Linked DNA regions of Mus musculus: region 2 is linked to region 1. The links are chromatin contacts, called in public promoter capture Hi-C maps. All regions are on one chromosome and are shown on one strand. Each heading gives the region's core, a stretch centred on a gene start, on an enhancer-like site or on the middle of the called end of the contact. The rest is flanking DNA. Distances are from core to core; before and after follow the strand shown. Region 1 holds the start of Pars2 (prolyl-tRNA synthetase (mitochondrial)(putative)). Region 2 overlaps Tceanc2 (transcription elongation factor A (SII) N-terminal and central domain containing 2).

Region 1 (2,785 bases), core at 94-2,593:
TTCAATTCCTTGTCTCGATCCCTACTAAGTCAGTATTGCTAGGCGCTGAGGCATATTTGTAATCCCAGCACTTGGGAGCCAGAGGTAAGAGAATCAGCTAGGTTTGCACATCTGAGTTCCAGGACATCGGAGGAAATGAAAATCTGCCGCAACAAAAAAGTCAATATTGTTTTAACTGCTCCTCTCACCCACCACACATTCCTGGTCAGTTTGCATCTTCACTGTCCAAACTGTTGAATTTCTGACCTATATATTCTCCCATCTTTGGAGAACATAGTACACGCTATTTGAAACTTAGTGAGGCAGAATCTCTTCAGACAATGGTGCCCCTGCAGATCTGAGTATCACCCTGCAAAGCACCCTCTGGCCAAACCAGAAACCTGCCCTCATCTACTCTGCTCCACAGTACTGTCACAGTTTTTAGTCCTCTGGCCCAGCCTGCTCCACCTGACCAGCCTGCACCTCAGTTCAAGATACCATCATCCGTGACTGTTAAAACAGTCTCTACTGGCCTCCTTGCATTCCTTACACTTTCAACTTAACACAGGCATTGGTAATGACAGTTTCTTGCTGCCTTTCGAGTGTACCGCAGATCTCACCTGTAAGAGGCCTTTTCCCTGCCTTCGCCCTATTTCAGGTACACAGTACATGAACACACACACGATCCAGTCAGGAAAACTGCACACAGTGTGCTTGCAATGCCTAGTGCCCTAAAGGTTTGTGTATTATGATGCCCAATTCATAGGCTCTGAGATGGATCATAGGGTCATAGGCTCTGATTTGTGTCAGGTGACATCAAAAGGCCCATGGCCATTCTGGATTGCGGGAATTTGCCTCCAAATACCACCAACGTCAGCGCAGCATACAACAGCGATGAAACTTCCAACCCCTGCTCTATCTTGGCCTTTACGAGGAGTGAGCGTACTGCGGTCACTTCATTCCTCTTTAGAACCCTAAGGCGGCTGAGCCACCAGGTCATCCCCGGGACCGGTCCAAAATGGGCCCTTTTAGGAACTCTGTGCCTCTAAGTAAGGGCCACGCAAGGATAACTAGGGCGGAAGTGTTGCTCTCAAACAGCGGGGGTGGAGATGGGGAAAGGTGAACTGCAACCGAGCACACGACTATCCAATAGCCTGTGGCGACTGAGAGGATGCACGCGAGACAGCAGACACCAGATCGTGGGTGCGCGTGCCCAGAAACTGTCCCTAGATTCGCTGGGCCCTTCCTAGCCACCCTCCAAGTCCAGCGGCCACCGATGCTCACCAGCAGCAACTCAATACCTGAGTCGGGCGCTCTTCAGTCACGCAAAGCCAGTGCGCCTGCGCCGACATGGCCGGAGCCTCGCCCCCTGTGTTTCTCACCAATCGGAAAGCCGCACTCACGGGAGGGGGCGGGATGCTCCGGTCCCACGCTCTGGAGAGAGGCTGGAGAGGTTTTCCGGAAAGCAAACCAAAGAGCCTCGCTCTCCCGCCAAGATTCCGGAAGTGCCCTCTAGGAATTAGCAAGGTTCAACTCTATGATCAAACCTTACTTTAAAGGATTTGAGTCCTGTTTTTACCGCCCACTGCTAGGCCCGGTCTATGTGGAGAGCAGGTTCATTGACAATAGCTATGTTTCAAATCTACGCTATGATTGAACAAGCCACAATTTAAATGAGTTTAAAACTATGAAACACTTGCATAAGGTCACCTGTATTACAATAGCCAAGGAAGTCTTTTTAAAAAATTTTATGAAGCAGAGATGGGGTTTAATAAAGACATTTTAATATAGGCTGAAGCACTAGGCTTAAAAGCACCAGGGGAACTGGAGAGCACGGATGTGGCTTCTCAAAGGCGAGTGTCCCTGAGTCTTGAAGATGCGACTTGAAACATTCGTTGCTGTGCTGGTTAACAACCACTGCTGTGCTTCAGAGAACCAGTGTTCGGTTCTCAGCACCCACAATCACTGAAACGCCAGCTCCAGGGAACTCCAAAACCTTCTGACCACTGAGGATACCCACCTCCACTCCCACACAAACTCACACACACATACAATGAGGCTGGGTCTTTTCTTCATTTACAAGATGTATATGTACATGGTTTACATAAGTGTGTTATGTGGTATGTTTGTATGTGTGTAGGAACACATATACACGTGTGAACTAGTGTGTGAAGGCCCAAAGCTTTCATAGGTGTTTCTCATCCATCTCTACCTTATACACTGAGGCTCTGAACCCCCTCTTCATGTTTCATGGCACCCACTTTACCTGATGAGCTGTCTCCCCAGCCCTCACAAAATAGTTTATGAATAATTACATAGTACACGCTACTGCTGCAGCTGTGGGGAAGCAGAGAATGGGGAAAACAGCTCCCAACATTCATGTTAGAAGTGATGGCCTGTAAGCTGACACAGTCAAACTTCAGCCGACCAAGTGTCTTAGTCTGCTTTCAGTGGCTGTGAGAAAGATAACAACCAAAAGCAACTTGGGGAGGAAAGGGTTTGTTTTAGCTTATGAGTTACCGTCCATCCCTGGGGTGGGGGTGGGTAGCGAGGAGTCAAGTCTCAGGACAGGAACCTGGAGACAGGAATTGAAGCAAACACCACTGAGAAATACCGCTTACTGGCTTGTTCCTCATGGCTTGCTCAGCCGGCCTTCTTGTACAACCCTGGAGCACATGTGCAAGGGTGGCACCTCCCACAATGCACTGGGCCCTCCCATGTCGGTCATTAATCAAGAAGACTGGCCTGCAGTGGAGCCTCATGGGGACAGTTTCCTAACTGAGGTTCCTCTTCCCAGATGACCCTA
Region 2 (2,785 bases), core at 209-2,708, 490 kb before region 1:
CATGGCTGTGACCTGTTGTGGAAACAGAAGCATGCCCTCTTCCTTTGATAACCACGCCCCCTTTTTATAAAAGCTTCCTTGCACATGAAGCTAAGCAAACCTTAGCATTTGGTAACTAATGGATTTCATCCTGGGTGATAGAAGGAAGACGGGCGTGCAAGCCAGTAAGCAGCACTCCTCCATGGTCTCTGCACCAGCTTCTGCCTCCAGGTTCCTGACTTCCTTTGATGATGAGCAATGATGTGGAAGCCTAAGCCAAATAAACGCTTTCCTCGTCCAAGTTGCTTTGGTCTCGGTGTTTGTCACAGCAATAGAAACTCTTACTGAGCCGGGTGTCGTGGCCACACTAAGTGCCTAAGAAGGGCTGAAGAGAGAGAAATGAACTGGTCTGGGCTGTGACTACAACTCAGTGCTGGAGCCTGTGCCTAGCACGTGTAAGGTTCCCAGTTCAGTGTCCAGCACCAGTCAGTACATAAGTAAATAGGATTCCAATTTGGAAGGATGTTTTACCAGGGGAACTGCAGTGTATTGTGACAGTGATCAAGGAACGCTGAGGACATTGTTGCAGCCTAAAGAACTCTCAGTCTTTGCACTAAGGTTTTTTTATTTTCCCTGTGTGTGTGTGTGTGTGTGTGTGTGTGTGTGTGTGTGTGTGTGTGTGTGTTGGAGTAGGGGTTGCTTAAACTTGACATACCAACATAGCAGAGTGTCTTGGTTAGGATTACTGTTGCTGTGATGAAACACCCTGAATTACAGTTCACTTAGGGAAGCCAAGGCAAGAATTCAAGCAGGGCAGGAACCCAGAGGCAGGAGACACAGAGGCCATGGAGGGGTGCTGCTTACTGGCTTGCCTCCCCTGGCTTGTTCACCCTGCTTTCTTACAGAACCTAGGACCACCAACCCAGAGTGGTACTACCCACAGTGGACTAGGCCTTACCACAAAATAAGAAAATGCTCTACAGCCAGGTGTGGTGGCATATGCCTTTCTTTAATCCCAGCATTTGGGAGGCAGAGGCAGAGGAAGGCAGATCTGAGTGTGAGCCCAGCCTGGTCTACAGAATGAGTTCCAGGACAGCCAGAGCTACACAGAGAAACCCTTTCTTTAAAAAACAAAAAAGGAGGGAGGGAGGAAGGGAGGGCGGGAGAGAGACAGGCAGGCAGGCAGGCAGGCAGGCAGGCCATACGGACTTGCCTGCAGCCTGACCTTCCGCAGACATTTTCAGTTAAAGCTCCCTCCTTCAGATGACTACCTGGTGTTAAATTGACATAAACCAGCAGAGTGATTCCTAGGGAAAGGCAGCCCTGGCTACTAGGAGGTGGGCCTGGAAAAGTGGGCTTGGTTGGAAGTCCCTGACCAGCCACAGAGGCTGCCCTTGATTAGGTCTATGACCTCGGCCTGGCCTGGACCTGGGGCAGATCACCCGCACTGTTAGAGACCCTGTCCGGTTGGCTTCCCCATCCAGACTCAGCCAAGGAGTGTCTCTGCTGAAGGGAAGAATGCTTGAACTCTGGAGTCAGGCTGTGTCCAGCCCTGCCCCTTCAGTTGTGAAACTCCTCCTCAGATGTAAAACGTGATAATCAGTTACGAATATTAAACATGAGCATGATTTATAAACTGCTCTGTAAGCATCCCAGGGTCCAGACCAGCACATCTAAGATGTTATATGAAGTTAAAAGGCACGTTTAAAACAAAGAGGTACGCATCGTCACTCTGATTTATTATCCTTGGGCCCCCGCTTCCTGGTTGGTAAAGCACAGGGCCTGGTGCCGGTTTCCTGTTATAATGGCAAATATTACCACCCGGCAGGGGCTGTGAATGAGGTCCCTGTCACAAAGCACATGGCCTTGTTCCTTAATTGCCAGGGTGGAATTAATTTGCTCTTCCTGTTTCTCTTGTGACAGGAAGTAGATGTCCTTGAATTTCAGTTGATTAATGGAAGCCCCAGAGCAGAGAGCGCCAGCCTCTCTTGCTTTAATCCTTATGCAACGCAAGGCCCTAATTTGATAATTTTGCTGTTTTTCAGATGGATCACCTACTGGTTGAAAATATTGAGCGGGAAACGTTTCATCTCTGCTCCCGGCTCATTAACGGGCCCTACCGGAGGACGGTACGCGCTCTGGTCTTCACATTAAAGCACCGAGCTGAGATCCGGGAGCAGGTGAAGAGCGGAGCGCTGCCGGTCGGCACGTTTGTACAGACCCACAAAAAGTGACCCGGGGACGGGCCCAGCACCGGGCCTCGCGCCACCATTCAAAGCCTCTTTTGAGTTTGGGTGATGCGGATGTTGGCTGTGCTGGATATTCCCATGGTGCCATTCCTTCAGACAGAACGTGGGGAGCCCTGGGAGATAGGCCTGTGGGGGCGGCTTCATTAGCTGCCTTGCGCTGGCGCTGCCTGACGGGATGAACGGGGCTGTCACTGGGAAGTGCCATCCAGTCACCATCACCCAGCACAATGGAAGGGTGACAGGTTTCACTGTGAGCTTGCCAAGGACACCTCTAAACTCCCCCATGTCAGCAGATGAAGTTACCACTTTATTTCGCCACCCTGCAGGTAACTGAAACTCAATTACCGCTGCTCCTCACGCGGTTCCAGCCCCCTGAGTTTAGACAGCTCCGAAGCCTCTCAGAACTCCCGTCTGCTCTCTTTGCTCTACCCCAGGGGTGAGCCCACTGGAGCCTGCGACCAGCCCTGCTTGCCACCGCTCACTTATCTGAGCCTTTCAGCTCTCCCTGGAAGACCTTCGGGGAGGGGCTCCTGAGCCCCCATGCTGAGGCCTCTAAT

The links. Promoter capture Hi-C pulls out the DNA fragments that hold promoters and counts their contacts.
Region 2: a contact with region 1 is called in a promoter capture Hi-C map of cranial neural crest. The contact joins the enhancer-like site here to the promoter of Pars2 in region 1. A contact is called at or near these places in 5 of 39 promoter capture datasets (cranial neural crest, frontonasal cranial neural crest, liver and 2 more), 1 of 484 Hi-C or Micro-C datasets (memory CD8 T cells) and 7 of 115 datasets of contacts at active chromatin or transcription factors (craniofacial prominence, embryonic basal ganglia, embryonic stem cells and 1 more).

What each region holds. Positions count from the first base shown.
Region 1 is chr4:106,649,627-106,652,411 of GRCm38.p6, reverse strand. It overlaps Pars2 (prolyl-tRNA synthetase (mitochondrial)(putative)), which reads right to left and starts at 1,343. Exons shown (of 2, transcript NM_172272.2): 1 at 1,281-1,343.
Region 2 is chr4:107,139,039-107,141,823 of GRCm38.p6, reverse strand. Tceanc2 (transcription elongation factor A (SII) N-terminal and central domain containing 2) reads left to right here. Exons shown (of 5, transcript NM_025617.2): 5 at 2,025-2,785. The coding sequence ends at 2,213. Among named protein-coding and RNA genes, the nearest start is that of Tceanc2, 38 kb to the left of the region's middle. Within about 2 kb of position 1,458, at least 44 of the 459 cell types and tissues checked have an H3K27ac peak or open chromatin away from gene starts, as enhancers often do.